Regions from separate parts of the Rattus norvegicus genome. Here region 2 is linked to region 1. Evidence: chromatin contacts called from public Hi-C data. All regions are on one chromosome and are shown on one strand. The core of a region is the stretch at or near the end of the contact, and the rest is flanking DNA. Distances in the headings are between cores, read along the strand shown.

Region 1 (6,711 bases), core at 3,153-5,652:
TCTGCCACCTCGGGGCGACTGCAGGAAGATTCACACCCGGCTGGAAATGCTCTCCCGAGGGAGGACAACAAACACAGCAACTTCCCTACTCCGGGAAAGTTCTTTTCTGGGCCAGAACCTCACGAAGGAGCCTCTACACACTCCCCCCCCCCCAGCGCACTCTTCATTTCTGAAGAAGCTTTCCGATTTCCACAGCCATATGGGAGGTGCGCGTTCTCCAGAGTGTGTCTGTCAGCCCCACGGTGATAGGAACAGCTGTCGGCTGTCTTTCTAGGGCATGCCCTGTCCTTTATGTTCCAATGAACTTCTCAGAACCCTGGTCCAGTGAGGCGGAGGCTGGAGATAAAGGCGGAGGCGGGCGCAGACGCTACTGTGTGCTATTTAGCTTTGGGGCTCCATGGTCCCACATCCGGAGATGCCCCTTTGCAATGGGTGGGAAGTAGGTTGCGAGGTGCTGAGAAAAAGCCTCCTGCTTTTAATGCATGTGGAATTCAAGGCCACATTTCCATGGGAGCATGTCTGAGGCCCTGCAGCTGCTATCTGGGAAACCCCAGGAGGGTTTCTTACCTGGAGCTTGTCCTACCTGAGAGCACACAGAGCTCACCCTGGGAAGCAATGCAAAGGAATCTAGCATGCTCTGAGCTCTGTATTCAAATCCTTCGGATAATAACAGTGGGGGTGGGGTGGGAGAGGTAGGTGTCTCCTGCAAAGGGCCTGACTGTACTCCCCACCCCCATTCCCGTGGGGAAGGAAAAGGGATGGTAGAGGCAGGCCTCCTGGACCCTGTGCAGCTGGTCAAGGGATGCAGGGAGGAGCGTGGTGATGTGTCCCTAGCCTGCTTCCCCTCACAGCATTTGCCTTTTCAGGAGGCTGACTGACAGCCAGGTCACGGCCGCACCCACGGGTGCTGGGACAGTGGATGTCATGGGGCCACCACAGGGGCTAGAGGCGTTCTGACCAGGATGAGAAGGGCAGCTGCAAGCTATCACTTACAAAAGGATATCCCAGCAGCTCTCCCCAGCCCTCAGGACACTGGCTTTGCTGGCCTCTGCCTTCCTTCTCACCCCACCTGCTCATGGCAGCGGGGAAGTGGAAAGAGAAGGGAGCTGGCTGCCCTGCTGGCCTCTTTCTCCTGGCGGCCAGAGAGCAGTCCCGTGAGTGGAGTGACCTTGGTCCAGACACCTCTGCCAGCTGGCAGGAAGACAAGCAGGCTGTCTGGCTGCAGAGCCTCCGGTGCGGTAAGGAGGCAGGAGCTGAGCCACAGAGGAAGGAAACCGGAGGCTGAGTGAAGTCGTCGGGACTGAGATTCAGGAACAATTTTTTTATTGTTCTGTCCAGCAGGCAGCTTGGGAAAGTGCCTCAGTCTCTGCACAAGTGGGTCTCCAGTCTCAATTCATCGCTAAATAACACTTTCCGTGCTTCTAACTTTGGAAAGATGTGACAGTCTCCATCACAGTCAGGGTGCAGGCTGTGTGTGTGTGTGTGTGTGTGCAGGCTGTGTGTGTGTGTGTGTGTAGAGCCTGTGTCTCTGTGTGTGTATGTGTGTGTGTGTGCAGGTTGTGTGTGTATGTACAGCCTGTGTGCATATGTGTGTATGTGCAGGCTGTGTGTGTGTGTGGTGTGTGTGTGTGTGCAGGCCGTGTGTGTGTGTAGAGCCTGTGTCTCTGTGTGTGTATGTGTGTGTGTGTGCAGGTTGTGTGTGTATGTACAGCCTGTGTGCATATGTGTGTATGTGCAGGCTGTGTGTGTGTGTGGTGTGTGTGTGTGTGCAGGCCGTGTGTGTGTGTAGAGCCTGTGTCTCTGTGTGTGTATGTGTGTGTGTGTGCAGGTTGTGTGTGTATGTACAGCCTGTGTGCATATGTGTGTATGTGCAGGCTGTGTGTGTGTGTGTGTGTGTAGGCTGCGTCTGTGTACAACCTGTGTGTGTGTGTGGTGTGTGTGTGTGTGTGCAGGCCGTGTGTGTGTGTAGAGCCTGTGTCTCTGTGTGTGTATGTGTGTGTGCAGGTTGTGTGTGTGTGGTGTGTGTGTGTGTGTGTGGTGTGTATGTGCAGGCTCTGTGTATATGTTTGTGTGTGTAGGCTGTATGTATGTGCATGTGTGGGTATACAACAGAAGTGGTGTTGACACATCCAGATGAGACTGAAACAGGGCTTCAGGCTGAGCAGGGACCACAGGCTCTCTACTCACCCCATGCATGAATACTTCTCACTCCAAAGTTCCCAATCTACTGTCCCTTAACCAAAAGCCCTCAGCCCAGAGTCTAGGAAGTTTGACAACTACACACCTACCTTGGACAAAGAGCAATTGAACGAGCTGAACGAACCAGAGACCACACACTTCAGAATTTTCCTTCAGAACATACTGCCCAGGATGGTGGGCCAGGTCCATACCCAGGATTCCCAAAAATAGCTGTGAATTCTGGGTTTTTAAAGGCAAAACCCCTCAAGACTACACATTTCCTACCTTCGCCCAATCTGTGGCAAGCATACATCCTGGTGCACTTCCTGCCTACATACCTCCCACTTCTGGGTGATCAAGTATCTCCTGGGCTGTTGGGGCAGCCACCCTCGTTTACAGAAGTGAAAACACGCGTTTTACGTGAGCAAGAGCATTCCAGAATTTCAGGAAGTCACTTGGCTTTGGGCAATGGGGCTTAGAGGCCAGAGCTATTTTTGTTTTCTAGATCTCTTAAGCACAGTGATTTCAATTTAAAACATGACTTTAGCTGGGCTTGTGGTTTCAGAGGGTCAGGGTCCGTGGTGGTGAAGCAAAGGCATCTGAGAGCTCACATAACTAAATGCAAGACAGACAGAGACAGAGACAGAGAGACAGAGAGAGACAGAGACAGAGACACAGAGAGAGACAGAGAGACAGAGAGAGACAGAGACAGAGAGACAGAGAGAGACAGAATCACAGAGAGACAGAATCACAGAGAGACAGAACCATAGAGAGACAGAGACACAGAGAGACAGAGACACAGAGAGAGACAGAGACAGAGGGACAGAGAGACAGAGAGACAGAATTCCACTGTTGTTGTTTTGGGACAAGGTTTCATGTAGCCCAGGCTGGCTTCAAACTTGCTATATAGCTGAGGATGACCTTGAACTCATGCCCCTGCCCCCTCTGCCTCCCTAATGCTGGGATTACGGGTGTGCAGCACCACTCGGTTTGAGTGATTTACTTGGACAATGTTAAAGTAGGAGAGTAAGCGGCCCAGACAGAGTTCTCTGTGTGTTGGCCCTTAGGAGCCAGGAGAGGGCCCAGAGATATCACATCAAAAGCACAGGACTCTGTCACAGCTCTAAGTATCAAGTTTTCCTGAGGTATCCTCAGCGGTGTTTCCTACCCCAGGAATGGCTTTTTATTCATGCAGCAGGCTCTGTCAGGATGCTCAGAAAGAGTTGTTTTTCTCCTTTGTGCCTGGAAGCCAGTTCAGACCTGAGACCCAGCCAAAAGCGTGACATCAGAGAGGCAAACGACCCCAGAGAAGCCTGGAAGGCTGTTGCTGTGGTTGGATTTATGAACACATCACTGGAAGACAAGCCTCCCCTCTAGCCAACTTGTAGCTGGGGCCAGGGAGGCCATTATGCTCTCTGCCCTGTGGTTGAACTCCCCAGGAATTCCTGACACCCTGGAATTGCGCCCCACCTCAGGCTCAGACCTCTGGACTGTTTCCTCCTGCCCAGCCACCGCTGCGGCCTGGGCTGTGGCTGATAGGCAGGTGAGGTTGAGCGCTTGCCTGGGAGAAACAGCATTGTAACGGACAAGGAAGCCAGAGTGGACTTCAGGGGTCTCTCAAGTGCACATCCAGGCTTCCCAAGTGCAGACTGACCCCAGGATTCACTCAGCCCCATTAAGACAGCTCAGATCCTCAGACCTTTGGGGTAGATGTCTGATTGATGGAGAGAGGCCTGTGGGATACTTGGAGGTAGAAATCTTCCTTATCCATTTTATCAGGAAGGTTGTGCTGCGGTTCTGGGCTTCTGTTTGTTAGCTTCAGCTGACTCACTCCTGCAACTCCTCCAAGAGGCTTTGTTAGTAAGACTTCATGGAGACCTGCTGTACCTGGGAAATTCAAGACCTGTGGCAGGGTTGGGTGGGATCTTCCCCCTCCCATCCACATCCAGTGTTGACCTCTACTTCAGCAGGTGCCCTGTCACAGAGTGACACCTCTAACTGCTTGTTACCACCACAGCTCAAATCAGCAGGAGGAAAGTGTGCTCTTACAGGTCCTTGAGACCTCGGCTGGGATGGAAACTTGCTGGCTCCCATGGGCCTGCCTTGGCTCTGGGCTGAACCCCTGTGGAATCAGTCGCGGGGGCTGGGCCCATCGGGGTGCCTGGCATTGGTTAGGCTCACTCCCCAAGAGGGTGCTGTCATGGTCAGCTATTATGGCTGGTGTCGGCAGACTGAAATCAGGGTCCCCAGGGAGCTTCAGGGTTCTGGGAAGCCATGAGCGTCTCTGCTGTCTGGTTCTTAACATGTCCCAGATCTACATGAGAAACACATACCTATCTATTAAAACACGTGTAACGCAGGCTGGGTGGGGTGTCCAGCTTTTAATCTCGGGAGGCAGAAACAGACGGTTCTCTGTGGTTCTGAGGCCCAGCTTGATTCACACAGGAAATTCCAGGGTAACCAGGCTTACACAGTGAGATCTGTCTCAGAGCAAAAATCTCAAAATGTGTGTAACTTATTATGGTTCATTGCCGCGCTGTGTCATGACTACTGGGGCAGTGACACTGCCAGACAGGGTCAGGGCTCTGTTGGGACAGCGGACAAAGGAGACAGACCTACCCAGGCTCTCACATAGTCTGCAAGAACACTTGAATGCAGACAAGCCTCCTGCTACGCGCTGCGCTGGGCAGGGTGTGATCAGAGGGCCCAGGAAGTGGCTGCCATCCACCCACCTCCCAGTGAAGCCAATGCATTCTTCCACCTGACTTCCTGGATGTTGGGGAGGAGGGAGGAGGGTGTGCTGTCACCCCAGGAGGTGCTCTTTTGCCCCTCCCCCAGCCTTTGCAAATGCCTCTGGTTCTTCTGCAGAGCTAGCTTCCAATTCAGTCCCAGTCTTTTGGTCCTAGCCGAGTCATCCAGACCTCAGTTCCCAGGCCCTTCTACATCTTCCCTCATCACAGGCTGCTGCTTCCAGAAGGCGTCTCTGGTGTCTTGTCCACTCCTGGCTTGTAGGACTAGGCACGCAGTAGGCACTCCATTAGTGTGTGAGGAAGAGGCCTGGATGAAGGGTTGTGACGGACAACAAAACTCAGAAAGACAGAACTTGACTGAAGCAGGACATCGGGTGGAAGTGAGCAGACTCAGGCCTCTGGGAGGAAGGGCAGGTCAGGCTGTGATAGAACTGAGTGTCTCAGCTAGAGTGGACGGTGCTTCTTCAACCATGGCCGCACAATGCCTGGGCTACTGCCGGCTGAGTCTCCTGCTCAGGTGGCCAGGCCGCCTCCCAGATCCTGCAGAACTGTTTTTGTTAGGTGCAAAGGGTCATAGGAACTTCATTGTTTTACTGGGATTGTTGAATCTCCCAGGGTCACGGAATAAGACTCTACAATTTATGACTTAACTAACTCCAGAGGCCAGACGTCTGAAGCCAGATGTTGGGAGGGCACTGCCCTCTGGAGGTTCTAAAGGAGTGTCCTTGAGGGCCTGCAGGTGACTGGGCAGGTCCAGACTCAAGGCCCTTGCCTCCTGTCTCTGCCTTTACATGACATCCCCATGATGTATGTCTCTTCCCCCCAGCTTCCCTGAGCACTGGCTCCTCCTTAAGGACACCTGCTGTACTGCATGACCCTAGGTCAGCCACCTTGTAAGGCAGCCTCACCTAAAGTAACACTTAAAACGCTTTGGTTTGAGGACACGATATGGTCTGACACAGTATCTGTTTGGTCACTGCCTCCCTCTCTCCCTCTCTCCCTCCTCTTTCCCTCTCTCCCTCTCTCCCTCTCTCCCTCTCTCCCTCTCTACATCTCTACATCTCTACCTCTCTTCTTCTCTACCACTCCCCTCTATCCCCTCTCTTTCTTTCTTGGACCTTGTGAGCTCAGTATATCATAACCATTTCCTGGATAGGGAAACTGAGGCCCATAGAATTGTCAGGGGAGAGCTACCGATGTAACCCTCTACCCTTAGAGCCCAGGACACTTTAGCAGACATGAGAGACAAGCCACAGTGCCTCCCTGACAAGGACAATTGCACTCTAAGCCTTGAAGAATAGAAGACAGAATTCTAACCAGCCTCGGTAGAACAGAGCGCGGCAGTTTAGTATGTTGGGCCGCCGGGCGCCTTGTCTAGACAGGGCGAGCATTCAGATAGAACTGGATTTCCAGGCTGCAGCCGGCACAGCAGCCCCTGGCGCGGCTCCCAGCTCGGGGGATTCATTTACTTTGCGTTCTTGAGCAGACGCCGCAGAGGTCCCAGTTGTGGGCATATCACCACGTCGCAGGGAGCCCCAGAGGCACTGGCTGGTGCGCTGCCTTTTCCCAGACAATTTAGCTGCTTACAAGTCAATAAAAACAAGGTTGCTTGGGACGGGGGCTTCATCTTCTTCCAGCCGCACCGCTGTCAGAACGCGTGACTGCGCAACTGGGACCATTAAACTCCTAATTAGCTTTCAGAATCGGCGGGCTGGGAGTGGAGAGGGAGCAAGGGACGGGTCCTGGCTGGCATCTCACCGACTGTCTTGTTTTATTTCTCTCT
Region 2 (6,191 bases), core at 298-2,797, 220 kb after region 1:
TTTCCCCATCAGAGATGGCAGAGAAAGGAGACACAAATCTAGGAGCTGGGTCTCATCTCATCCCTCGAAGGTCACTGTGCCCTCTAACCTCGAAGGTCCTGGCTTGTCAGTAGTGACTGTCCCCAGAGAGAAGCTGGTGAGGGTAACAAGGAACCCTAAGGGACATCATCCCAAAGGGTGTCAAGAGTTGGCTCTGGACAAATTCTGAGTCTTTTGTGCTCTTGACCTTGGACTGTTTATCTCTGGGTCTCGATTTTCCTATCTGAGGAAATGCAAAAGCAGTAAGGCTTCCCTTTAGGAAGGTCAGCAGGACTCCTATCTTGTGGTCGGTCACTGCAACAGAAGCTTTGGGGCCGCTATGTCGCTTCTGTGGGGACAGGGGCAGATCCCAGATGCCAAGCTCAGTCAACCACAGGTCGTCCCAGAACCTTCCTGCAGCCTCCTGCTAAGAACTCATCGATTATGTCTAAATGGGTCCCCCCTCCCGAATATCTTACCTTTTCATGATTTTCCCTTCAAACTCTCAAAGGATGTGCTCTCTTGCCTTCTGCAGAAAATGAGAAAAATGTGAACGGCACAAAACGAAGAATAAAAACCAAGTCCTTCCCCAGAGTTGGGATACCCAAGAGGGAGCCGCTCTTTCAGGGCAACATACCCTGGCTCCCCAAACACCCTGTTGTCCATGCCATACGGGTCTATCTTAAGGGATCACCTGAGAGGAATTCATTCTTGAACCTCACTCGTTCCTCTGCTCCCCTATCAGTCACCCTGGGCTCCCAGCCTAGCAGCCCTGTGTCCCCACTGGCTTGCAGTTAGACAGGACCCTGGAAAGGTGAACACCACCAAACCTTTCCACAGTGCCTGGCCCACAGTCAGCACCCCACAAACACTGTGACAGCTGGGTGCCCTGACTGCATGTCCTGTGGGAGGCAAACATGTCACTCAGTGGGGAAGTGTGTTATTGAGAAAGACCCAGGAGTCTGAGGCTAGCCAAGCCCACAGCACTGTGCTCCATCATGACCCCAGAAGGGACAGGGGCACCCCGGGGTGATGTCACCTGCCCTCTGCTTGCTATGTGGCGGAAGCGCTGTGTTGAGGGCTTGCCCGGAATTTGGTACGCATGCCCCAGACCTTCCAGGGCTCCTCATCGCCACTGACACAAGACAAGGTGGAGCAGAGAGGCGTGGCAGAATAGCACATCTCAGGGTGTGGCCGAGACCAGCCCACCCCAACCTGTATTCACAAAGACTGGTCCGTCCAGACAGAGTGGCTGTGGTGAGCCCCGTGTGGCATTAACATTCAATCTAGCACAGTGTTCGTTCTGTTCGTTTTCAATTCAAATGCAACACAACCGCACAGTTTACTAGGATGAGAGAACTTGGAGCCCCCATCCCCCAACCCCCATTCCCCACCCCCCCAACCCCCGTTCCCCACCCCAACCTCCAACCCTCGCCCCCGGAGCAGGGGTTTCCAGCAGTCTTCTGCCTCCCTCTCTTGTCTGGGCACCTTCTTAGGAACGGAATGCCCCTGGCCCAGGCTGGACTTGAGGTGCCATGCTGCCCCCTACTGGACACTTGTGACACTGCATGAGCCAGAGTCCCGCTGAGGAGAGCCCTCCTCCAACCCCCTTCTGGCTGCGTGCGCAGCAGGTGCTGAGCACTCGCTCACAGGAGGGCACTGCCCCTGGAATGCTGGGTAACTGGTCACCTGGTCTGCCATCTACCACCAAGCATGGGATAAAAACGGGTAGAAAATTAAGGCAGATGCACGAAAAATCAGTACTGTACAAATAACTTTTTAAAACACCTAGAGTCAATACAAACATCTCCATGTTGTATAAAACATTGAAGTTTTCAGTAAATAAGGGATCCTCTCACTGATTTTTTTTCCCGTTGCCTCCAGCTCCGATACTGCTGAGCATAACACTGTAATTCATCTGTCTTTATTTAAAGCCCCGATATTTTGTTTGCATAGATTTTTTTGGCATTCATTTTGATTTTTAAAAATTGCATTAAAATGTCATTTATCTTGATTACAGGTGTGGCTTGGGTTGATAGGTATTTGGTTTTGTTTTTTTTTTTTTTTCAGTTCAGCATGTCCTTATATTTTTGAGTCCAAGGCATGATGTCTCCTCCTTTATACTAACCTTGGCTCTTCCTTGGTCCATCTCTCCCCTCCCCACTCCTCCTCTCCTGTGGACTCTCATAGGCTCAGGATCTGAACCCCTCGTGCTCCTGACCAGGAGACGGATCCCTCTCCTCCCCACAGAGGACTCTAGAAAATGGAACAGACAGGGAATGGGGCCGTTGCTAGAATTCTTTTCCAGGAGATCACGTAAGCAACCCCTCCTTCCTGAGGCCCCAGGGATCAGTGGAGACACCATTCCACTAAAATTCACTCTGGGTGAGTTTATTGGACTTTCTCAGAGCATAGAATGAAGAGTAACCTACAAAGGTGTGAGTGATTCTCCCCCCACACACCCCAGAAAAGGCTGCACTGGGAAATCTTAACCCAGCAGGGACAACAGCTGTACCATAGCTCCTATTCTACTTGGCCTGTATGCTCTGTGCCCTCCCCAAGGCCTCGTGTAGTTAGGACACAGTCGGATACAGTGTGTGGTGTGGAGCAAGTGGCTGGAGACTCTCTGGTGGGCTTACAACCCTCCTCGTCCCTTTGTAGGAGGATGGCGTAGACAGGCATCTGACAAGCCCAGCTGAGATGACCTTTGGCAAGCAAACTCCCCAAGACGGCAGTTGTTTGGATCAGAGGAGTCATAGGCAACAGGAGGTGTCCCCTGGAGCCTCTAGAAAAGGACAGAGGATTGCCAAGGCCCAATTCTGGTGGGGCTTCCAGGCGGCCTCCTCTAGAGCTATGAGGCCACGGATCCTATCAAGTCTCTGAGCCGATGACATAGTTACAGCAGCAGAGAGACCCAATACAGTGACTTCCAATGTCAGAAAGGAATGTTGGGGCCCTCGAGGTAGCTCTAAGCAGTTACCACATGACTGGCTGCCCCACAGCTGTGTGACAAGCAATGCCAATTGGAGGCTTAAGACAGCAAAACTTGTCTCTCATAACCCGGGGGCAGCACCCTGAAGCGGGTGTCTTAGTTAGGGTGAAGAGACACTGTAACCCAGGTAACTCTCGTAAAGGCAAACATTTCATTGGGGCTTACAGTTTCGGAGGTTCAGTCCGTTATCATGGCGGGAAGCACGGCACGCTTGGTGCTAGAGGAGCTGAAAGGTCTACATCTGAGTCGGAAGGCAGCAGAAGGGCAGTGTCTTCCACAGGCAGCAGGAGGAGGCTTTCTTCCACACTTGACGGAGCTTAAACATAGAGACCTCAAAGCCGGCCTTCACGGCTTTGCACTTCCTCCAACAAGGACCACACCTACTCCAGTAAGACCACACCTCCTAATGGGGGCCAAGCACTGAAACGCATGCATCTGTGGGGGCCAAACCTACTCAAACCACCACACCAGGCATCAGCAGGCTCTTCCTATAGCTCTGGGGTGGAGCCTGCCACAGTCAACTCCTGCCACAGTGCTCAGTGTGGCTTGCTGGATTCCTGGGTTCATCATCCCTGTCACCTAGGGTTGTCACTCTGTCCTCCTGTCTGTCTAGATCTCCCTCTCTTCCCTCTTCCGAGAATCATTGCAATGAAATTAGGGCCCCCCTTCCCAGACACTCACCCTATCTCTGGGTTCTTGACTCGCCTGTGTCCAACTTCCCCCAAGTAATGGGATCAGGCCCTGAGGTCGTTGGGGCTACTTCCCTGCCTTCCACAGGCCCTATGGCACACTAGCTGCTCTCTGGGATGGCCAGGGGAGAGCCACTTGATGGAGTGTTGAGAGTCCCGGATAGCTAAGAGCAGCCTAGTTTCACACAGACCCCTCCTCTCTACCAAACCCATACAGCAGCAACCAGTGATTCTGAGCCTGTTTTCTCCTTTATCCTGAGACCATCAGTCATGTCCCACAGGGTCCTCACAGCAAGAAGGTACAGAGTCCTGCCTCCCCTAATGTCACCCCAGTGGCATCACTGCTTGGGGTGTAGAGCTAAGCTGTTCACGACGAGGCCTCAGGCTCCCGCTGCTCAGCTGCCTGGCCTACGTCCCTCGTGTGCTCACTGGAGGGTGATGCTGTGTAAAGCATCGTGGGCCTGTCCTTGAGCTTCACCAGGAGAGGTAGACTGTCCCAGCCTCTCTGGAGCTTGACCTCCCCGGCTCCCTGCAACCTCAGAGGCCACCACACTGCCGCACCTCGAGTCCTATGGTCAGCTGTCAGGCGATTTCCGGTGCCGGGAGCCAACCCCACAGGACCGTGCCGCTCGGTGGTTTATCATCCCCACAGATGGAATTATCGCTTTGGCACGGGTAATTGGCTGCATATTATCCCATATTTTATTTGTATTTATCATTATAGCTAATTATATGGGCCAAGACTCGTCACCGGGGAAGCATATAAATTATGCCTAAATCATTTGGTTTCCAAAGGAAGGAGTCAACAGCCCATCTGGCTCCAGGCTGGAGGGGGGGGTGTGTTACAGACATACAGACGTGTGAATTACACAGAGAAATACATCTAGCTTGCCCATTAATTACACACGGGCCTACACGCTGAACCCGTATGTATCAGTGTCTATACAGACATGTGCATATTGCATCCATATTCCTTCACAGTGCCTCATTGGGTCTTGGGGTACATTTCCAAAGGGAGATAGCGAAAAGTTCTTTCAATGTCAAATTGGCAAGGCCACGGTCCTTGTGAGGCAATCAGTTATTTAGAAGTGTCCGTGGTGAGCTGAGATTTGAGCCCACCATCAGCTGACCCTGTGAAAATTTTTCCTGGACATCCTGCATGAGTCAGGCCCAACTAGGTGAGGGGCCTTACGTAGAGCCTGGAGCTCCCTGAAGAAACAGAACTGCCACGGGCGAGCATTGCTGCACCTATACCAAGAGGCCGGCCTCTGCTCAGGGTCAGCTCCATGGGTTTCACACCTGTCCAGACCGACCTTACCTAAGCCAGCTAAATCCCTTGAGATAGACTTCCTCCTGCCGTGCTTATCTGGCTGAGCTTGACCCAAGACAAGGACCCTGAAGTCTCATGGCTCAGCAAACCAGGCAGGGATGCTAATGAGATCAGAGGTGACACAAATGTGTCCTGTGGCCTGTTGGGTCCTTAGAGCCAAATTGCCTTTCTAGGTCCAAAGCGATCACAAATAGAGCCCAAAATTTGGGGGGAAGTCTTCAGGATCCTCTAGCCCTCTCCCCTGACAGGGAAACTGGCATTCAGAAAGAATGATGCTCTACTGGGGCTATCATAACCCCTGCCCTTCCAAAGTTCTCACAGTGGCTCCAAGGAGTACTCTACTTATTAGAGTGAGCTGGAGAGGGTCACAGCTTCTCTGGGAGCACTAGGGAGTGGGAGGCAGAGTTCTCTGCCCAGGCAGGTGAACACAAAACTGTACTCCTGGTAGATCGGCAGATGGGAGATTATGCTGTAGGTGTCTGAGGAGATCTCTGGGTATTCAGGGTCCCCAGATACTAGAATCCAGGGGGAGGCATGGCTGACCTCAGGTAGAGACTAGACAAACGTGGGAAGGTACAAACTTAGAATGTTCCAGAAGTTCTTCCTGAAGACAAAAAAAACTATTGACTTGGTTTGGTTTTTTTTTTTTTTTAAGAATATTGATTAGAGTGGCCTATACAAAATTGATATTGAATTAATGAGTAATATATTTATTTTTAAGTATTTAAGCAAACAAGAAAATGGTATCTATGGGAAAACAGAGTTGGTCAATAAAGAAAAGTCTACGTGCCTTACTCCATTCCCCAATGAATTTACAAAGTGAGAGCATCGAAAACACCGTAGGCGTAGTCATTTGTCTGTCCTGTAGTGAACTACCTCAGGCAGCTAGACTATGCAGAGGAAAGGTCTATTGGGCTGACAGTTGGCCAGGTTTGACGTCCGTGCCCCATTAGCCTGTCCTCTGATAACTGTGGGCAGATGGTGGTATAACAGGGTCAAAGCCCTTGACAAAGGAGAGAGAGGGCTCTCCACACACCCTCCAAGGACACTTCCCCAGTGACAGAAGATTCTCTCCCAAGACCTGCTGCTTGCTTAAATTCTGTGTCCTCTCCTCCCGTCTTTTCTCCTTCCCCCTCTCTGTGTCTTTGTATCTCCACATCTC

What was found. Hi-C and Micro-C count contacts between places; a contact is called where the count stands out from the background.
Region 2: a contact with region 1 is called in a Hi-C map of Schwann cells, with 4 times the contacts expected there. The contact joins two enhancer-like sites. A contact is called at or near these places in 6 of 12 Hi-C or Micro-C datasets (the A7r5 cell line, Schwann cells, hepatocytes and 2 more).

What each region holds. Positions count from the first base shown.
Region 1 is chr3:182,533,364-182,540,074 of GRCr8, forward strand. No RefSeq gene overlaps it. Among named protein-coding and RNA genes, the nearest start is that of Pmepa1, 58 kb to the left of the region's middle. Within about 2 kb of position 4,403, at least 12 of the 93 cell types and tissues checked have an H3K27ac peak or open chromatin away from gene starts, as enhancers often do. A contact at or near this core is called in Schwann cells, where this site is marked.
Region 2 is chr3:182,760,549-182,766,739 of GRCr8, forward strand. No RefSeq gene overlaps it. Among named protein-coding and RNA genes, the nearest start is that of Cimip1, 30 kb to the left of the region's middle. Within about 2 kb of position 1,548, at least 4 of the 93 cell types and tissues checked have an H3K27ac peak or open chromatin away from gene starts, as enhancers often do. A contact at or near this core is called in Schwann cells, where this site is marked.